Linked DNA regions of Rattus norvegicus: region 2 is linked to region 1. The links are chromatin contacts, called in public Hi-C maps. All regions are on one chromosome and are shown on one strand. The core of a region is the stretch at or near the end of the contact, and the rest is flanking DNA. Distances in the headings are between cores, read along the strand shown. Region 1 overlaps Dguok (deoxyguanosine kinase). Region 2 holds the start of Stambp (Stam binding protein).

What was found. A called contact is a pair of places that touch in the nucleus more often than the background predicts.
Region 2: a Hi-C map of Schwann cells shows a contact between it and region 1, with 2.7 times the contacts expected there. The contact joins the promoter of Stambp here to the enhancer-like site in region 1. A contact is called at or near these places in 2 of 12 Hi-C or Micro-C datasets (the A7r5 cell line and Schwann cells).

What each region holds. Positions count from the first base shown.
Region 1 is chr4:117,548,905-117,555,806 of GRCr8, forward strand. Dguok (deoxyguanosine kinase) reads right to left here. Exons shown (of 7, transcript NM_001106602.1): 3 at 6,742-6,902; 4 at 2,704-2,851. Among named protein-coding and RNA genes, the nearest start is that of Dguok, 20 kb to the right of the region's middle. Within about 2 kb of position 1,742, at least 8 of the 93 cell types and tissues checked have an H3K27ac peak or open chromatin away from gene starts, as enhancers often do. A contact at or near this core is called in Schwann cells, where this site is marked.
Region 2 is chr4:117,634,888-117,641,543 of GRCr8, forward strand. It overlaps Stambp (Stam binding protein), which reads right to left and starts at 3,333. Exons shown (of 11, transcript NM_138531.2): 1 at 3,293-3,333; 2 at 1,895-2,065; 3 at 993-1,209. The coding sequence starts at 1,195.

The sequences.
Region 1 (6,902 bases), core at 492-2,991:
CAGGAACCCTGTGGCCAAGCTTCCTGATCTGCTAGGCTGTGACTGTGGAAGGCTCTGCTTACTACACCCTCTAGCCTGGAGCTCAGGTGACACTTGTTCCCATGCAGCATCCCCCCCACCCCCAACATCCTGCCCACACTTCACTGTCCCAGACAGGGATGGGCATCCTGAGGCACATGGCCAGCCACTCTCTCTCTTCTTGATTCCAGCCATCTCTCCTCCAATTATTATTATTGTGATTGCCAGCTTCCTTGAATTTAAGGGGAGGATAGGTAGACAGGGCCTGGAGCCCATCCCACACTCTAAAGCCAGTGTCTGCAGGAGTCTAAAGAGCTGTGCTGGGCACTGGCTTGAATGTGTGTCCTGTTCATCCTCTGGCATTCTTGGGTTCCTTTATCTAACATCATCCAAACAGCATTTAAATCTCAAACTATTCCAAAAAGTCTCACTATGAGATGAAACACTTCAATTAGTCTCTCCAAAGGGACAAACGAGCCCTCAGTGACAATCACTATTACCACCACCACCCTGCCACTTCAGACAGGCCCCTCAAAGGACATTAAGAAGGAAGGTAAGGGAGACTTGCTTGCTTTATGGATCTCAGGGTTTGAGTCCAACCTCCATAACACAGAATCAAAAAGCCAACAGATCTATTTTACTCCCAGGAAGGACTCAGCTGGCTCCTCTGCTCCTCCCAGGGACTGTTGTCTGCCTGTGAAGTCACTAGCCTTACAATGTGCCTCTGTTCCTCCTGAGCAGGAAAGACCACTGAAAGCGTAGGTCTGTGTCTCCGCTGGCTAAATCAGTCCACAGAAGAGTCTTCTCAGCCCTTAAATCTTTTGAATATCTAGTTCAATTTTATTTGGACCTGAAACTTTATCTAGACAATCTTACTCCTTGCTGTGATCTAACTTCTACTTTATAATCTAGGAACTCCCCATACCACAAAGTCCTGATGGGGCTGGCAAGATAGCATCACATTCTAGCGAAGAAGGACCAGTGACTTAAGTTCCATCCCTGAAATCCATGGAAGGATGGAAAGACAGAAGTGGAGTTAGTTACTGCAAGAGGAAATGTCGTATTAGAAAAAAAATGTGGGATTGGAGAGAAGATGCCTCAGTGGCACTGACTGCTTTCAGGGGTCCTGAGTTCAATTCCCAGCAACCACATGATAGTTTACAACCATCGTAATGGAATCCAATTGTCCTCTTCCGGGATTACAGTGTACTTATATACATAAAATAAATAAATAAATCTAAAATGAAGAAAAAGGAAGGAAGGAAGGGAGGGAGGGAGGGAGGGAGGGAGAGAGAGAGAGAGAGAGAGAAAGAAGGAAAGAAAGAAATGCAGCCAGGTTGTGGTGGGGCACACCCTTAACCCTAGCACCTGGGAGGCAGAGGCAGGCAGAGTCTATGAGTCTGAATCTGAGTCCTATCTACATAGTGAGCTCCAGTACAGTCATAGCTACATTGTGAGACCATGTCTCAACAAACAAACAAACAAACAAACAAACAAACAAACAAACAAACACTTTTTAAAAAGGTAAAAAAGGCAAGAACACACAAGTCCAGTCCCAGCTGCACTTAGAAGCCCCTCTCCTGGCCGCGCCTTCCTTCTGGTCTTCACTATGGGGCCCAGGCAATGTGACATGACAGGATCTCTTTCACTTATTCTCCGACTCTGCTCAGTGTGCTCCCAGGCTCCCTTCTGTCCACAACCTCAGCCCCTGCCTGTGGACAGCTGGCTTGCTTTCTGCAACAATGGGTGTACTTGGCATCTGACCATACTTGCAAAGTGTCTCTCACAAGCTGACAGCAGTATCGCTGACTGGGAATGCTGCCCTCCACGTCTCTCCAGAGCTCTCCTTTACAGACAAAGACCCTCAGTGGAAACTCTTCTAGGGTCTAGTCAAGGTCACTGCCAGTCAGCAGAGCCAAGGGCCAGGGCTGTCTCCAGAGGGCTCCCGCCATGACATCATCCCATGGGCCATGCTGGTCCCAAGTTCAAGTTACAGAATCAGAGCCAGGGGGCATGTCTACCGTTTGCCTGCCCGAGGGACTTCTCAAGGACCAAACTGTGGGCAACAATTTAGGATGAAGAGAGGAAACATTCCTTCCTTCCCCATATCCTAGTCAGAAAACAAAAGGTACCACTGAAGCCTCAGATGACCCAACACAGGAAGGGAACAGTACATATGGCAGTGGCCACAGATCTGCGTGTTCCCAACCTGCAGACCTGGAGCTGTAAAAACAATGCAGTTTGTTCTAGCCTGTTTCTTCACCAACACGGTTACTTCTACACAGGCAACTGTTTGAGCACACCGCTACAACTATAGCTGCGAAGGCCCCTGGGAGATGGGTTCAGTACCGGAATATTGGTATATATCTACACTCTCTGTGCTGGGTAAGGTCTGGAAACTAACTTCTCCAACCAAGAAACCACAAGTTGTATTTCTTTAGGTTTTTAAACAAAACAAAACAAATCCCCAAACAGTATAGACACTAAGTGTGATTACTTTTTTTCTTTTCTGAGAGGGTTTCTCTGGGTAGCGCTGGCTGTCCTGGAACTCAATCCGCAGACCAGGCTGGCCCCTAACTCACCAAGATCCACCTTCCTCACGCTGGGATTGAGGGGTATAACACCATCACCTCTCAGCTTTCAGTTTCACCAAGTGAAACCTAAGGTTTTCAGGCTCAGAGTTACCTGGGGAGAAGCCTGGAGGTAGATGAAGCCATGTAACAAAAGCCGGTCTTCAAACTCCTGCAGGAGGAAGGAGTGCCAGTCCTGATAGATGTGCCATTCGACGTCACTGAGGGAGCCATTTTCAAACAGATTCTTCGCAAAGATATACCTGGATGGAATTATTGAGTGAGGGGTTGGGGTGGAGGAAGAAAGGGAAGTGGAAAGGAAGTCAGGAGTGGGAAAGAAGTAGGAACATCAGTAACTGGCTTGTTTCAAGCTTAAAACCTCTTAACTATCCTAGTTCCTATCAGCCCTTAACAATCTGATTTAAAAAATATCGTCCCTCCCCCCAAAAAAACCCCTATTTCTTTTGCCCCCTTACCCCTTGCTACCTGCAGTAGTTGGGAGAGCTGTCCTCGAGGCCATGAGAGCAGAAGAGCTGGTCTTGCCTTGCCAGAGCAGCACAGTGGAGCTGTCCTGATGGGTATGAGCTGGACAGCTGTCCCAGCCCTTGGGAGAGTGGGCCTCGCGCTTGCCTGGATGGCACCATGGAGCTGGCTCTGAGGGCATGGCAGTAGGAAAGCTGACCCTGCCTCCTGCTGATGGCAGCACTGGGTGGCCTAACCTGAGCAGGGCTGGAGAGCCTCAGGGAGGTGCAGATGTGGGAGGGCCAGCAGGCTGATCTGCTCAGCTACCACCCATGCCCAGACCCAGGGATTTGAGTTTGCCCACCCCATTATCTGTTGGGAGTGTGTGAAAGGGCTGGTCTCCATGGCACAGGGTAGCAACAGGATAACTAGAAGGAGTCCCAGTGAGGACCCAATATTGATGGTATGACAGAAGCCAGAGACCTCAAACCAGACCAATGACTCATTGCAATAAACATTTACAGTGAAGATGTGTGGACAGAGAGGTATACCATGGGATATGCTGTGGCACACTACAGCTTCCATGATGTTTTCTATGCTCTGTTTTATTTATTGTTTTTGTTTGTGTGTTTTCTTTTGGGAGGGGAGGTTGCAAGTGTGGAGGGCAGATACAATGGGACGGTGAGATGAGTGGGACTGGGGTGCATGATGTGAAACTCACGAAAAACCAATACAAAGTTTAAAAAATGTATTTTTATTGTTTGTGTGTGTGTGTGTGTGTGTGTGTGTGTGTGTGTGTGTATGTATGTTTGTGTGTGGGCTTGTGTAAGTACATGAGGATGTTTGTGGAGACCAGAAGAGGCCATTGTATTCTTTGGGCTGGACATACAGGAAGCTGAGCCATTTGATTTGGGTATTGAGAATGAACTTTGGCTCTTCTATAAGAGAAGCAAATGCTCTTAACTGCTAGACCGTCTTTCCAGCCCTGGAAATCTGAATTCTCATTCTACAGCTCCCACCCTACTCAAACAGCACCTGACACAGGCCATGCCACATCCCTCCCTCCCTTCCTCCCTCCCTCCCCCTCTTCTTCCTCCTCCTCCTCCTCCTTCTTCTTCTTCTTTCTCTCTCTGTCTCTCTCTGTCTCTCTGTCTCTGTCTCTGTCTCTGTCTCTCTCTCTCTGTCTCTCTCTCTCTCTCTCTCTCTCACACACACACACACACACACACACACACACACACACACACACACAGAGTAACCCATTATAAGGAAAAGGACTCTAGGCAAGTGTACTGGCTAGTTTTGTGTGTCAACTTGACACAAGCTGAGTTATCACAGAAAAGGAGCCTCATTTGTGGAAATGCCTTCACGAGACCCAGCTGTAGGGCATTTTCTCAACTAGTGGTCAAGGTGGAAGGACCCAGCCCATTGTGGGTGGTGCCGTCCCTGGACTGGTGGTCTTGGTTTCTATAAGAGAGCAAGCTGAGCAAGCCAGGGAAAGCAAGCCAGTATGTTAACATCCCTCCATGGCCTCTGCATCAGCTCCTGCTTCCTGACCTGCTTGAGTTCCAGTTCTGACTTCCTTTGGTGATGAATAGCAATGTGGAAGTGTAAGCTGAATAAACCTTTTCCTCCCCAACTTGCTTCTTGGTTATGATGTTTGGGCAGGAACAGAAACTCTGACTAATACACCAAGACACACAGCATGTGCATAGGCCTGAACCTTTGAGATTTCCTCATTACTACAGCAAGACTCCAAACCAAACCCAAGTGAACGCAGGGTAAAACCACCCTTCGAGTGAGAATTTCAAGAATTTTGAGTGAGGGCTGTTGAGTCTTCAGCTGCTGAGCCATCCTGCTTTGTGGCTGAGAAGCAAGGGAGTGATCTTCCTGTGGTGTCAACTCTGGAGCTGGCTTCAGTAGGACAAAGAGAGCAACCTCCCCTCCAGAGCATATAGGAACCTAGCTTCCTCTGCTGAGCTTCCACTCAGATCAAACAAGGCTAATGCTGATTATCAAACTAACTTCCCTCTTTGCTTACTTGCACAAGAAAAGGAGGATCTGATAAATTGAGAAATCAGAGCTGTATATAAACCATGGCTTCAGAAAGGGTCAATTCTGCTTTTAAAGCTTGATACAAAACAAAATTTACATCAGCAACGATGAACCCCAGTTTTTAAAGCAACAGTCAGCAACTGGCCACTTCTGAAAAACTGAAAACCAAACTCCTGTGTGACTGGCTCAGGGAAGTGCAAACTGCAAAGCTGTGTCATTTTTAAGAGAGTGGCTTTAAAATGACTCTGCAGAGTCTGATCCCAGTTGCAGCTTCCACAGCCCATGTTGCCTTGGGAAGATACAGCGCCTCACAACACATGGAGTGACAACTGCAGATCATGTTTGTCAAGTGCTCAGGACGGTGATTGCCACTCAGTAGCCCACAGCTCCAAGCCATCGGAACTGTTTTTCCTAGGCCACAAAGTAGCTCATTTGCAAACTCCAAAAGTGAACTTGCCCAGACTAGAATGTTTTAGCTAAAGCTCACTGAGGGTGACAAGAATTAAACAGTGTTGCCAGCTTCTCCACAGACAATATTAGACGAACTTACATCTTGCAAACAAAAATGACTAAGCCTATAAAGGGGGCCTTTGCCTCTCCTGAGGTAGGTGCTTGCCCTGTTTCTCCATAGCTGGTAGTGATGGGCAGAAGGGGGGGGGGTAAAGAGAAGGGGATGGGGAGTTGCACGTAGAACAAGGCTGAAGGACCTAGCAACCCTGAGCTTTGATCTAATGCCACACTGATGTTTTTGTTACTTCTATTTCTTCTTCCCTGAAGTCACTGTCCTCTGGAACACACACCACACTTGTGAGTATGTATGTAGTCCTTGGTGAAGTAGCATTCTCAGGGAACAGGGACGACGGCTGTGTTCTCTGGTGTTGCCCTGGAGCTGAGCCTGGAGCTTGAGTGCAGGAGACAGTCAGTAAACCTACACTGACCAAACAAATAAAAGAATGATACTTTCTCCCTTTGGCACTGAGGCTTCAACTCATGCCCTGGGCACAAAAAGGACCACTGATTCATACTCTTGAGATTAGAATTTGTACCAGGTTATTCTTTCTGCCTGAAAATGTCCCCCTTTAATGAAAGTAGCTTCAATGGGGTAATGGCACAAAGAGTGACCAACTGCCCACTTCTTTATAAGGAAATGTCAAGACCCAGGGAGTTGTTCTCCTTCTTTTTTAAAATAGTTTTTGAGACAGGGTTTCTCTGTGTAGCTTTGGGACTCGCTGGAACTCGCTCTGTACAGCAGGCTGACCTCAAACTCACAGAAGGTTAAAGGCGTGAGCCACAACTGCCCTGCTGTCCCATGTAGTTCTTAATAACAACAGGCCTGGTGGCACATAACGCAATCCCAATTCAGAAAGCAGAGGCAGGAGGATTACCTATGAGAACGAGGCCAGCCTGGTTGACACTGAGTTTCAGGACAGCCAGGGCTACAGCTGAAACCCTGTTTTCAGCAAGCAGCAAAGCAGCTATAACTAACAAAGCGGCCTATTTTGCTCTGAGAGGATGCTCACAAGCCAGCCACACAGACGTTTTACGATGACTAGTGAGCCAAGGTCAGGGACTGTGCAAACAAAAGCCACACCACTGTGAGCATGGTGTCTGAGGTCGGCAGTGTTTGGTGTCTTACCTGTCACTGTACACAGATCTCTCAAAGACCCTCACAGACGTGTCTGCCTGCAGGAGTCTCCCTGGGGTGGGCTCCAACTGCACTTTCAGCCGGCTCATGAAGGAGAGGGTCTGAAATGTGTAGGACCATCGTGCTGGCTCCTGGTACATCATGTCTAGCAA
Region 2 (6,656 bases), core at 2,083-4,582, 88 kb after region 1:
GTAGGGAGAAGAAAGTGGAGGGAGGTTTATTATGGTCTCTAGAGACTGCCTTTTCTAAGACTAAATGGAAAAAAAACAAAAAACAAAAAACAAAAAACATGCTCTGGACAGAAACCTGAAACAGGAGCTGCAAAACCGTGGAGGTGTCACTGCAAACTGAAACCCAGGCTCCTCCTTAAGTCCCAGTTTGTTCCTCTGTAGGACAGAGCCGGAGGGTGAAGCACCTACTTAGCACCCAGCGCCAGTGAAGATCAATGAAAAGATCCCAGGGAGACCTCTCCTGAGCCCCCAAGCTCCTCTGCGTTACCAGCAACTTTTCAGGTCCCGTCGTACTAAACTTATGACTAGAATCGACAAGCAAGACCTCTGCCACATCATCCCCTCCCTCGACCACACACCGCTCCTGTCGCTGGAGCTTAGGGAATCGTTCCCCTGGTGATGGCCTCGAAATCATGTATTTATGCTGCCCACCCAAGTATGGTGAATGGACAGCTCAGGAAAGGTCTCACTGTGCTTGAGTCACACGGACAGCAAATGGTCCATCGTCTCCTGTAGGCTGTGACTACGGTGGTGGCTAAGAAGGAAACCTCTATCTCATGCCACTCCAAAGGCACATGATGAGTACAGGAATCTGGGCTCTGTTACACACCAGCAGTGATCCTGTAACTGCCTGCCCGAGCAGAGAAAGGGCAGTCGGGACACTCAACAGTGCGGACACATCCTGCTTAATGGCCAGCTCCTTTGTCTAACAGCTGGGACTTGTGGTCACAGACTGAGAACCAACAAGTCTTCTACTCATGAAACTCAAATAACACCACCTTCTGTCCCTGTGCCTTTCAATGGCAAGGACAACTCACATGTGGAAGGTCTCTGGAACCGATCAGTGGTTGACATTGTCACGCACCCTAGTGTCAGCAACTCTGAGAACCACAGGGGCAGAATACAAGAGATCTCAGTCGCAGGACCCAAAAAGAGAACTGCAGGTGTCTTACGTGATGTACTTGTTGTAGAGGATAAAGGCATGTTCAATGTTGCCTTCTTCAGAGTAAATGGATGCCATGCGGATGATCTCAACACCGGAACGAAAGTAGCGACGGGGCGGAATGTCTTCATTTAACTCAACTGCACTACCGAGTTGCGACAGAATCCTCACCCGGTCTTGGGGTGGGAGGCTCACATCTGCATGGTCAGACATTGGACCGATGAGTTCTGAGACAGAAGAGAGAAAACAGGTAACATCAACGTCAAGGTCACAGCTTCCCAGTGGTCTAGCACAGGATGAGCGTATCACAAACTTCCCAAGAAGTTAGAAAGAGGCAGGCATGGTGTAGCACACCTTTAATCCTATTACTTGAGGATCACAGAGACAGGTTAGATCTCCGAGTTCCAGACCAGTCTAGATTACATAGCAAGTTTCAGGACAGCCAAGGCTACTTAGAAAGGCCCCGTCTCAAAACAAAAACAAAACGGACAAACAAAACATTAGTGAAAATAAAACACTACATACAATGGCTCTTATCAACAAATTATCCTTCCTGGCTTCAAGAACAACCAGATCTTGATTTGAGGACTGACAGGTTAAAAAAAACAAAAACAGGGACTGGGGATTTAGCTCAGTGGTAGAGCGCTTACCTAGGAAGCGCAAGGCCCTGGGTTCAGTCCCCAGCTCCGAAAAAAAGAACCAAAAAAAAAAAAAACCAAAAAACAACAAAAAAAAAAAAAAATCAAAAACAAACCCTCGTCCTGCAATTCGACCCTGCAAGGAATGCAGCTGTTAACAGCACTGTGGATGGCCCTGTGGCTCCCTCAGTTTCAGTAGGAAGCCCACCGTAGGGCTAAGAAATATCTTCTACTCATTTCTCTGTGCAGATACCCACTTCCATTTACCCAGTACCTGGCAGAGTGTGTTCACTGCACCCTCATGAAGACTGCCTGGTGAGGGGCTGGAGAGATGGCTCAGAGGTTAAGAGCACAGTCTGCTCTTCCAGAGGTCCTGAGTTCAATTCCCAGCAACCACATGGTGGCTCACAACCATCTATAATCAGGTCTGGTGCCCTCTTCTGACCTGCCAGGCAGAAAGCTGTATGATGTATACATAATAAATAAATAAATAAATGTTAAAAAAAAAAAGACTGCCTGGTGAATTCACACTGACCATTTCATCTCATAGAGAATAAATGGTGGTATTTACCAGGATATACTTCCTCAGATTTGAACATGAGGTTAATGGGAGGGGGTCCTTTCTAGGGCGAATATTACCAACTCTGCTCACTAAACCACCCTTCACTTCAGTCCATCACAGTCACCGTTTTCGGGGCTAGGTAGTTAGTACCTGGAAGCATCAAAGTATACTTGTCTCCACAAGCCAAGCAGGGCTTGCACGGCTGAGTGACAGTACCTCAGTTGGGGTGGGACTCTCTAGGAGTTCCTACTCATTGATGCCCAAACTCCAGGAATTTACAGTCTTCCTAGATGTTGCTTCTGGGCTCTGTGACACCATCATTGCACATAATCCGGGGTGAAATGGGGTTGTCCATGTGCACTGGATAACGGCACACCCTAGCCAGCCTGTTCTAGAATACACTCGTCTTAGGTTTCAGAGGTCTTGTTTTTTCCATCTTATTCCTTATTCCTCAGTCAGGATTCCCATCTGTCCCCCACCCCCTAACCCCCGGAACCGCAGATTACAGTGGTTCGTTTAGCTGTTGTTTTTCTGAGTTCTACTCACCTGTCCTCAGAGATTTTTTTCTCTAGGCCAATTCTGCTTAGCTTGCTTTAACTTTGGGGTGGCATTTTGTCCATGAAGTTTCCCCACTAAACTCCCTTTTCTAGTAAAAGTTGGGGGCTGCTAGGGGTGTGGGAGCATTGTGAGTATAAACCTGCCCGTGTCCCTAACCGCCGAACTGGGCACAGCCCAGAGTAGCTCATTGGAATGGGATGCCAGGCACCTCGAGAGAGAGGCACTTGTGGGTAAAGAAGGGACTATCCCCCAGAAGCCATCGAGTGGTTCGGGACAACATAGGGTTCAGCAACCCTGCCGAGCTTGTGCATCGGATCCAGCAGTAACTGCTGGCAGCGCCCATCTAGAAGGCACTCAGTTTTCTCGAAAATGCAAGGAGTGTTGAGAACAGGCCTGGCTGGTCAGGAGCCAGCCCTGAAGACAGGGCCATCCCGGAGCTCGCGCGCGGCCGGCCGGGGCCAGGGACATGGACCCCACACACACGGCCTCTCCCCGCGGGGTCCCACCGCGCCAGGATCCCCAGTCCCGCAGCATTCCCGGGACCCTTCCCACCTTTCCTGAAGGATGACAGTCGGAGCTTCCGGAAACGTCACCTCCGATGACACGCCCACTCTCGCCACTCCTTCAATTACGCTCCAAGGATTTAGGACTTGGTGTGGAGAAACGGTGGGTGGGGCTGGAATCTTCCACCAATGAGAGCGAGCGCTGCAGCAGTCGTTTAGGTAAAGAAAAACGAACCAGGAAGAAAAGGAAACCAAGTGAAAGAGGGAACTGCAGCACAAGCAGCACAAACCAGTATGTTTTTCCCCCCATTTATTTTTTTATTCACTTTACATCCTTATCGTTGAACTCCCCCACTCTTGCCAGTCCTCCCCCTCACCCGCATAATCCCTCCCACCCCTGGCTATACCGCCCTCCCTCCGTCCCCCGTGGCACGTCCAGTCTCTGCAGGGCTAGGCTCATCCTCTCCCACTGAGGCCAGAGAAGGCAGCCCAGTTGTGGGAACGGAATCCACAGACAGAGAACAGCTTTAGGGACAGCCCCCACTCCAGTCGTTGGGGGACCCACATGAAGAACGAGCTGCACATCTGCTACGTATGTGCGGCGGCCTAAGTCCAGCCCACTTATGCATTTTGGCTCTCAGAGAGCCTCCAAGGGTCGGGTTCCGAAGCTTGAGTTTTCTGTCAATGGCTCTGCCATCAGAATAATAGCAATTTAATATTTCAAGGGGGATAGCTATCTGTCTTGTCATTCACAGCCGAGCTGACATCACTGTTTCAAACAAAACATCACTGACTACCTAACTAAGCAGACACCCTCTGCCAGTCAGTCTTGTTTTTGCTTTTTAATCATACATTTTTTTCGTGTGTGTGTGTGTGTGTGTGTGTGTGCGTGCGCGCGCGCTCGCGTGCGTATGCGTGTGTGTGTGTGTGTGTGTGTGTGTGTGTGTGTGTGTGTTGATGCGGTCGGTGAGGCTGTGTGGAAGTGGGAGTGGGGAGCATGCCACAGAATGGTGATTGTCAGAGGACAACTTGTGGGACGGCTTCTGGGGACAGAACTCAGGTTATCAGCCCTGACAGTAAGTGCCTCTACCCTCTGACCCTTCTCACTAGCCCATGTTGGCTCTGCTTTAGCTCTCTTCATAGTCCTCAGTCCTGTAGGATTCTCCTAAAATACGGTTTCTCAGGAGAAGGGAGATTTTCTGACTTACTTAGCTCCGTCTCCATGACTTGTGGTCCCAAACTCAATACACATTCTTGGATGTGCACTGAGGGAAAGGTCGTCTGTCTCACTCACGGTCCCCAGGATGGCAGGGGTGGACTAATCAACTGTGAAAAGTGGAGATGACAGGCTGATCATTTTGTTCTTGGGGCCAGATCTTCTCTACGAGGCAATCAGAGCCAGGAGCAGAAGGCATTGAGATGGGGTGCACTCATGAAGATGGGGTGCACTCATGACTTTAGTAGGTGTCTATCATACTAAGTCTGCAGGAGTGCTTGAGGAACGTTGAGGAAGGAAACCTCAGTTCCTGCTCTGAAAGGCTACAGTTGTGAGATACAGAAGGAAACCCACCAGGCCGGGCTGTTCCCTGCACCACAGCACTGCACAAGCCTGTCTTAGACCCTGCTGAGGAGGTGAGCCAGTTTGAGGAGGAGCATGTTTGTGCAGTGCGTTCTAAAGAGAACTAGCTGGTCACAGCATTGACCTCTTTGCTGTGAGCTCACTGCGACTGAAAGAGACGAAAAGGTAGAAAGACAGCACCACTCGGGGGTGGGGGAGATGTCGAGTTTACTGGTTCAAACACAGGAAAAGCCACCAAGACTTAAAATTTGCCCCCAATTATTGCCTGTGCATTTTATACCCGATACTCATCTCCAGCTGTAGAACACACCTCAGTGAACTGGCTCCAATCTCCAAAGGCCAAACTTATTGCAACATCGGGACGGGCTTGTGGTTCTAAGTTCCATGTTGTCTGAAGACAGGCTTTTCCTATAACCAAGAACAAACTAGTTAGGGAAGTAAGTTCCTACACTCGTTGGAAAGATCTTCAGTGTGTTATTTGTCTTGTTAAAAAAATGCTTAAGCCAGACATGATGGGAGAGCTTTGCAATGTTTCTTTTAATTGTTCGTTAATAAAGGTATTAGTCAGTTGCATCAGTTCTCCGCCCTTCTAACAGGTGACATTAGTATATATCAAGGAAGACCACTAGAGTGAATTAGCAGATCAATGAACTGCTGGCATTTTTCAGGGACCAAACAATGAGATGAAAGAGATATTTTTATATCTTTAAAGTGGGTCAGGAGTGGGGGGAAGGTGGTCTGGTGCACCTCTCACACCTCTCGGAACAATGTGGTCCAACATTCTTATCTTCTGTTTTCTTCATAATAACTACCTTCCTTACACTGGGCTAGAAAGGTTGGGCATGCATTTATTTCTCTTCCACTCTTTCTATTATTGTGGGAAATGTTTGTTGGAAAAGCCTTTGTTTTGCATGTTTAAAAAAAAGTATGAGGGTTCTATCTGCATATCCACCTGCAGAAGAGAACCTCAGGTCCTATTATTGATGGTTATGAGCTACTGTGTAGTTGTTGGGAATTGAACTCAGGACCTTTGGAAGAGCATCCAGTGTTCTTTACCTCTTAGCCATCTCTCCACCTGTTTTTCATTCTTAAACTCATAAATACAATATTCCCTGTCAACTCCCAGAAGCAGGGCTCTTCTCCATATCCAGATGCTTTGAAAATGAACTGCACCCACCAGAAGCAATCCGTAGAGAGGCAGAAGCAACCTAATGCAAGCCTTCCTCCCTCTGGGTTGAATTCTGCCCATACTCTGTCTGATGCCTTCATTCCTTAGGCCATCCCACTGTTTGGAGCTTTCATGCTTGAAAAGCATTGAAGATGCTTCTCTCCTTTCTCCCCTTTTGACACAGAGTCTCACTCACAGTCCAGTGTGGTTTGGAACTCACCAGGTAGCTGGGCAAGCAACAGACACATGGGCGATTCTTCTGTATCAGCCTCATAAGTGCTGGGATCACAGGCATGGGCCACCAGCCCAGCTACAGCTCCTGGCCATAGCTGGTATGGCAGTTATAACAAGCTTACATCAGCCTGCAAACTGCCGGCATGGAATCTTGACCCTCTGGCATTCTGTAGCATGCTTGGGTGCAAGATCAGGCAAAAACTAGAGAGTCAAAGAAAGAGAACGTTAGTGAAGGCCAGGTAAAGTACAGGCCCAGGGGAAAAAAAAAGGGATTTGGGTGGATTTGTTTTGTTTTACTTGGGAAATGAACCAATTCACCTTGCTTCCTTTTGTATTTTTCAGAGTTGGCAATTTGATGTTCTTTACACAGCAAGAGGGCCCAGAAATGGCAGTGAAATCTGCACACCAGAGAGGGAATCTTAACATGTTTTC